Regions from separate parts of the Ovis aries genome. Here region 1 is linked to region 2. A link is a contact called in public Hi-C data. All regions are on one chromosome and are shown on one strand. The core of a region is the stretch at or near the end of the contact, and the rest is flanking DNA. Distances in the headings are between cores, read along the strand shown. Region 1 overlaps SMYD4 (SET and MYND domain containing 4). Region 2 holds the start of WDR81 (WD repeat domain 81).

Evidence for each region. Hi-C and Micro-C count contacts between places; a contact is called where the count stands out from the background.
Region 1: a contact with region 2 is called in a Hi-C map of liver, with 3 times the contacts expected there. The contact joins the enhancer-like site here to the promoter of WDR81 in region 2. A contact is called at or near these places in 5 of 16 Hi-C or Micro-C datasets (hypothalamus, liver, mixed tissues and 1 more).

What each region holds. Positions count from the first base shown.
Region 1 is chr11:22,754,115-22,757,651 of ARS-UI_Ramb_v3.0, forward strand. SMYD4 (SET and MYND domain containing 4) reads right to left here. Exons shown (of 11, transcript XM_012185460.4): 7 at 3,327-3,490; 8 at 1,965-2,097; 9 at 1,013-1,129; 10 at 685-808. Among named protein-coding and RNA genes, the nearest start is that of SERPINF1, 17 kb to the left of the region's middle. Within about 2 kb of position 1,812, at least 4 of the 54 cell types and tissues checked have an H3K27ac peak or open chromatin away from gene starts, as enhancers often do.
Region 2 is chr11:22,709,893-22,713,781 of ARS-UI_Ramb_v3.0, forward strand. WDR81 (WD repeat domain 81) reads left to right here and starts at 1,334. Exons shown (of 10, transcript XM_027975144.3): 1 at 1,334-3,889. The coding sequence starts at 1,605. It overlaps LOC121820574 (a long non-coding RNA gene), which reads right to left and starts at 1,865. Exons shown (of 2, transcript XR_006061133.2): 1 at 1,643-1,865; 2 at 1-838.

The DNA.
Region 1 (3,537 bases), core at 562-3,061, 45 kb after region 2:
CTCACCAACTCTACTGTTCTTTCAACTTTTAACTCTGGGTTTCTCAACCTTGACGATATTGACATTCTGGGGCCAGATAATTCTTAGCTGGGGGTCGAGATGCTGCCCTCTCGTGCACTGTCGGATGTTTAACAGTACCTCTGGCCTCTACCCCGAGTCCTAACAATTAAAAACGTGTCTTCAGACATTGCCAGACGTCTCCTGAGGAGCAAGAAGACGCGTGCTTGATTATAACTGCTTTAAAAAGAATAGAACCAGGAAGAAGGAGGAGGGCCTGGAGCTGAGGGTGCTGAGGATGAGCACTGAGGGAGGGAGGGGGCTGAGAAGAATGGCTAAGAGCTGCTGTGAGCACGGGGTAGGGGGAGCCTGAGGCAACTTCTCCCTGGGAAACTCCCTTCAGAGCTAAGAGCTTCCCTTATCTCCCAGGAGGAAATTCAAAAGCGACAAATGTGTCAGCAGGACAGAAGGAAGGGATCACTCCTAAAGGGGAAATAAAGACGTTTCACTTTATCTTCATTCCAGGGGCCTCGTGACCTAATTTCCTAGAGAAACTGTTTAGCCCTCATCAGAGGCTCATCTCTCTTCTAAGAGCAGTGGACGCTGTGGGAGCAAAAAGGAACACACGGGAGAGCCTAGTATAAAATCAGTATGTGGCCTGGCAAAGTGCTAGGAAACAAGACTTACCCATTGAAGAAGACTTGGGCCAGTTTGAAGAGCTCATGGCCCATCTCCACACTGGATGGCCCGTGGTGGACCTCCACCACTTGGAGACTCTTCTGCAGGTGGGTCGCTGACTTCTCCCAGTCCCCTGCAAAGAGAGGAAGATCTGGATCCGGACGAGAACCACAGTCAGCTGTGGATGAACTTGTTCTGGGAAAGGAAAGCTGAATGGAAGGGAGAGCAGCCTCAGATGAAAGACTGAGAGAGACCCAACCAGATAAGGCCAAGGTCACGACCGCACACACAAGGCAGGCTCACTCCTCGGAGCGGAAGATACAGTCACAGGCCATACCTAAGGCAGCATAGGCCTGGGCCAAGGCGTCCTCGATTTCTCCCACCACGCTGTGTTCCGCAGACAGGAAGCTCTCGGCATCACTCTGACACCCCAGCAACAGCTGAATGGCTAGCTCTATCAACTCAAAGGAAAGTGGACTCATTACAGACACAGATCCAGTCTTAGAAATGAGATTCCAGCCCTTAAATCCTCTATGGGTGGGCCTGAATGTGGAAATCCCACTTTGTCTCCCTGGGTTGTGATCAACCCGTAATGTTGGGTCCAGTAAAGCTGCTCTCTTATGTTTTCTCTTTCAACAGCACAAGGTGCTGGGTGAGGCCTCCCCACACGTGCTCTGGGTTTCCAAATTCAGTTTGAAATGGGATGGCTACGTTTCATGTACGGTCGTTACTTCTCTTGACTCAGAAATCTAAGCAGCAGGGTCAACTTTCATAAAAAGTAGGGTAAATAAATTCCCATGACGTCAAGCCCCAAGGCAGAGCTTTCCAGGGTAATGAAGGGTTTTGTAACTCCCTTTCTGGAAAAAGCAGGATACTTAAACTCACTGGGCACATGCCCCACTGCTCTGTAGAAGAGAGGTAGGCTCTGATGAGTGCAGAACAGTTTCTCTAGGAAATAAGGTCACGAGGCTCTACAACTTAAATAAGTGACATTGAGCTTCTGGATATGCACAAAGATTACGGATGTCAGAGATAACCCGTTAGTCTTTAACTAACTCTCTGATGCCTAAGGAACAACAGCTTAAATCAGTTGGCCCTTTTTCAAGGACATCATGCAAATTGAGCTGGTAAGGGTTTGGTCTCACTGGCCTACATAGCCATCTTGTGGCTGGCAGGGGGATAATTAAATTCAACGCTTCAATCTTCACCGAGTATCCTTGAGATCAAGGTGAACTCAGACTGAATAAAAGGGAAGGGGCTGGAGGACCGAAGCAGGGAGCCAGTCTCACCTAGTCTGCCGTTTCTGAGATGCTTCTGGGCCGCCCCCACCTGTTGCTGAAGGTCCTGTAGCCGGGAGACCAAGAGGTCTCTGCCAACTGATTCCGTACAAGCTGGGCCGCTGCAGCTCAGAACATCGTCTCCCTGCGGAAGTCAGTGTTCTCTTTATTGACCAGAGTCAGCTGGTGACACTGTATGTGCTTACCCTACAGCATCACTCCAGAACTTCTGACCCTGTGGGGGAAGGAGACTCCTGCCGTAACCACAACGACCAAGGGGGACCGAATCTGGATTTGGTTTGATGGCAGCAACTTTAGCGGAAGCAGGAGCTGAGCATGGTGTGAGATTTAGCTTCTGCAACCAAATTAAAACTGGTACAGACCACAGTCTCTTTCCACATTGGCACTGTGTTGTGTGTTAGTCGCTCAGTCGTGTCTCTTTGCAACACCATGAAATGTAGCCCACCCGGCTTCTATAGTTTCTCTTACTTCTCTCTGGGGCTAGGACTTTGGATGACAGACATATTTCCAGGGGTTATGAAAAAGCCACAAGGAAACCAACAGGAAAAGGTGCTGGGTGAGGCCTCCCCACATTTGATGCTGGGCTTGTTGTGACTTCAGCTTTCCAATACAACCAGTTCCACGTTCTACCTACAGGTCCCCTAAGACATTTGCCGTTTTTCAGATGCCAGAATCCGTGGCTCCATCTGGCAAGAGCACCATGATTTCTCCTGAGGGTCCTTTCTCATCCTTCCTCAGTCAGTGCCTGGGAGCTGAGCGGGGAGCAGGCAGCCCTGATATGGCCCATCCCTCTGGCCCAAATGGCTGGAGGGAAACTCTGTGCCTCTGATTTCCTGCCAGCCACAGGTATTGGGTTGATGAAACGCAGTATGATTTTTGCCCAGATCTTTGTTAGAGTCTATGTATGTTTTTATCCTTCTGGACTGGGAGGGTCTGAGGCTGGAGCTAAAGGCAGCCATCCGGCCACTGCAAGGAGGAAGTCTCTTTGAGACTGGGCTAAATAACAGAGAAAATGGAGCTAATGGGGCAGAAAGAAAAACTGGGTCTTGGTGACACTTCCTGAACTCCTAGACTACAGTGTATTTGAAGCACCCTTAACCTGGGATTCCTCGTCATTTACTGGAGCAACCCCGACTCAGTTTAGGTGGGATTTTCTGCTCTTTGCAGAAGAAAAGAGCATGAATCCCAACCCTTCCCTGTGGTTCCTGTAGGGGGTGATCAAGGTGTGGGGAAGAGAGAGTACGGCTTTCGGCACCTCCAAGTTCCAACTGCATCCTCCTAAAGATTTCAGGCCTTTCAGCTGGATAACTGATGTCCCAGAAAAGCCATGAGAGAAGGGAGAAGGAGAGATACCTGCAGGAGCGCTCTGCAACGGTGACAACGGAAGGCTTCCCGACCAGGCCCTGCCGAGGGTCTCTGCTTCTCACGTTCACAAGGCGGACAGTCGCAGTCAAAGAAATACTGAGACCTCAGCTTCTGGCGCCTCTCAGCAACGCCCATCCTGCTCTCGTGCGGTCCTGCAGAAAGACCACGCTTGGCCAATATTGAAACCGAGAGAGCACCA
Region 2 (3,889 bases), core at 84-2,583:
AATGAGCCAGGCCTAGATTTGAATCCTGGTTCTACCACTTCCTAGTTATGGGACCTAAGCAAATTACTTAGCTTCCTCATCCTAAAACGGATCTAAAACTATCCTCTTAAAAAGGGTTGTGGTGAGAATTTAAAGTATGCAAACTGCTTAGCAAGATGCCTGGCTCCTGATCAGTGCTCTGTAAGTGGTGGCTGTTAAGTTATTATCGCTCAAGGTCATGTGACCAAGCACATCAGCGGTTCTAGCTGCCTTTTTCAAGAAGGATACAGATGAAATCAAATTATGGCTGAGCCATCCCTGTTCCTCTCTAATTAGGACTTTATTTTTTTTCTTAAGTGCCTTTATGGAGCTCCCACACCTCCACACCAGACTCCTACATGAGGCAAACTCTCCTTCTAGGAGTGGGACTGGAAAAATAGATACTGATGTCTCGCTGAAGACAATGGCCTGTCAATCCCACAAATGAGTCAGAATCCAGACGTCTTGAAGGAGTCCTGTAATTCTGGCGCCAGCTCGCTGGTTTCTGCTCCCTGCCATGTTGCACCTTCCCCCCAGCCACCGTGGCATCTGCAAGGCTCTGACAACAGCAGGCAGGCTCTGTCACACAGCAGAGACAGATCTTCAACAGGAAGTCTTGGGGGAACATTTCCATCCTGGCTTTTCAGCCTTCAACTTCTCTCCCCAAGATTGCCCAGAATTTTTATTATTTAAAAAAAAAAAAAAAAAGCCTTTAAAGAGCTGTCAGTGGGGAGGACTCCAGAGCAGATCTGTGCCCCAGTTTGGTGAGTTTCCATGCTGCCATTTGGACAAGCCTCTTCAGAGGTTCTTGGTTTTTTACCTGTAAAATATGAACAATAATAACCGCCCTTCCTAAATCACTGAGTGTTGCCAGGGCCAAATGGAATGTTACCGCTGAAACTTTGGAAAATTAAAAGCTCTTTCTTTTGGAAGGCAGCTTGGAGGCGGTGAAGGGACTTAATGTGAAAAGTCCCAGCTCTGCTTCAGGTTTCTTATCGGTAAAACCAGAGCGAGGTGGTTGTGGCGGCGGCGGCGGCGGGGGTGATCACCTGAGGCTGCCCTCTCTAAGGGAAACCCTCCATAGGTCTGCGTCCCAGCGCTTGAAGGAAGAAGTAAGGAGGGAAAGGGAAGTCTCGTGGGCCGCTCATAGCCCCCACCCCTGCCCGATTCAGCCCGGGAGGAAGCGAAGCTGCCACCAGGCCTAGCAGGGTGCGGGGAAGGAGAGGCCGGCGGGCGGTGGCGCGGCCTAGAGGAGGCGGGGTTCCCGGGTTCAGTCGAGCCACGTGCGGTTGTTTCCGTACCGGGCGATCACGTGAGCAGCGTCAGCTGACCCGTCACGGTGGAGCCTGGCGGTGGAGCCTGGCGTTGGCGCCCCTCAGCCCCCGCCCGGCCGTGCCTGGAGCGCAGGACCCTGCGGAGGGGTAAGAGCTCCCCCGCGGCCCCCCTCTATCCCCGGCCCATCCCCGCCTCCTCCGCCCCAGCCCCAGTCCCTCGCCTACCCCTACCCATCTGGCATCCGGGAAGCCGAGGCGAGGGGGGCTGTGGCAGGGCTCAGCCCCGCGCTGCCCCCAGGCGGCCAAGAGGGGATGGCCCTGGGGAGCAGGGGGCGGGAAGTCGCGCTTACCGCCAAGGCGGAGGGCTGGTCACCGCCCCCGAGCCCCGACATGGAGGAGCTGCTCCGGAGCGTGGAGAAGGACCTGAGCATCGATGCCCGGCAGCTGGCTCCGGCCCCGGGGGGTGCACACGTGGTAGCTCTGGTGCCCGCGCGCTGGCTGGCCAGCCTCCGCGAGCGCAGGCTGCCCCCGGGACCCTGTCCGCGCGCCGAAGGCCTGAGCGAAGCGGAAGTCAGGACTCTCTTGCAACGCTCCGTGCAGAGGCTGCCTGCCGGCTGGACTAGAGTCGAGGTGCACGGGCTGCGGAAACGAAGGCTCTCCTACCCGCTGGGCGGCCTGGCTTTTGAGGAGGGATCCGGCACCCCGGAGACCCTCACTCGCTTCATGCAGGATGTGGCTGCCCAGAATTATCGCAACCTGTGGCGCCACGCGTATCACACTTACGGGCAGCCCTACAGTCATAGCCCTGCCCCCGCAGCTGTCCCTGCCCTGGATTCAGTGCGACAGGCTCTGCAGAGGGTCTATGGTTGCCCTTTCCTGCCACTGGGCGAAGCTGCGCAGTGCCCCTCATATGCCAGAGAAGGCCCCTGTGCCCCTCGGGGCTGCCCTGCCTCTCCCAGTCTTCTGAGAGCGGAGGCTCTGTTGGAGTCCCCGGAGATGCTCTACGTGGTGCACCCGTATGTGCAGTTCTCCCTGCACGATGTGGTCACCTTCAGCCCCGCCAAGCTGACCAACAGCCAAGCCAAGGTGCTCTTCATTCTCTTCCGTGTGCTGAGGGCCATGGATGCCTGTCACCAGCAGGGACTGGCCTGCGGGGCCCTGTCTTTGCACCACATTGCCGTGGATGAGAAACTTTGCAGCGAGCTCCGCCTGGACCTGAGTGCTTATGAGAGGCCCGAGGAGGCGGGGGATGAGGAGACCCAGGAAGCAAGAAATAGGGCAGGTGTCGAGCCTGGCGAGGAGGGAAGACGGGGACCTGGGTGTCCCACATGCCAGGAGGAGCTCAGGGGCCTTGTGTTAGACTGGGTCCACGGCCGCATCAGCAACTTCCACTACCTCATGCAACTGAATCGGTTGGCGGGTCGGCGGCAGGGGGACCCCAACTACCATCCGGTGCTGCCCTGGGTGGTCGACTTCACCGTGCCTCGTGGGCGCTTCCGAGACCTGCGCAAGTCCAAGTTCCGCCTCAACAAGGGGGATAAGCAGCTGGACTTCACATATGAGATGACCCGGCAGGCGTTTGTGGCAGGAGGCGCAGGCGGCGGGGAGCCACCTCACGTCCCTCACCACATCTCCGACGTGCTTTCTGACATCACCTACTACGTGTACAAGGCCCGGCGCACACCCCGGTCGGTGCTCTGCGGACACGTGCGGGCGCAGTGGGAGCCCCACGAGTACCCGGCCAGCATGGAGCGGATGCAGAGCTGGACTCCAGATGAGTGCATTCCTGAGTTCTACACCGACCCCTCCATCTTCTGCTCCATCCACCCCGACATGCCTGACCTAGATGTGCCGGCCTGGTGCCGCTCTAACCAGGAGTTCGTGGCTGCCCACAGGGCACTGCTGGAGAGCCGAGAGGTGTCCCAGGACCTACACCACTGGATTGACCTCACCTTTGGCTACAAACTACAGGGCAAGGAGGCTGTGAAGGAGAAGAACGTGTGTCTGCACCTGGTGGACGCCCACACACACCTGACCAGCTATGGCGTGGTGCAGCTCTTTGATCAGCCACATCCCCAGCGCCTGGCGGGGGCCCCTGCCCTCGCCCCTGAACCTCCCCTCGTCCCCAATCTGTGGTTCCAGACCATCCAGGAGAGCACAGGCCGGGAGGACTTCCCCGCACAGCTTACGAATGGGATGGGCAGGACGGTTTTGGAGGCCACTCCCTGTGAGGCTGGCTGGGCCAGGGACAGGCCCGGGGTAGGGGAAGATGACTTGGAGCAGGCCACAGAAGCTCTGGATTCCATTTCTCTCGCTGGGAAGACAGGTGACCAGCTGGGACCGTCTCCCTCCTCCACTTCCTCCTCCAGTCAAGTCCCGCCAGGCCTCTTGCCTTTCTCGGGGGCCTCAGCCTCTCGACCCGGCCGTCGGAACAGAGCTGCTGGGGCAGACCCCGGGGAAGGTGAGGAGGGCAAGATTCTTCTTCCGGAGGGCTTCAGTCCTTTGCAGGCTCTGGAGGAGCTGGAGAAACTAGGCAACTTCTTGACCAAAGGCCTAGGGGGCCACTTGGAGGTGCCTGAGCAACCCTGGGTTCAGCC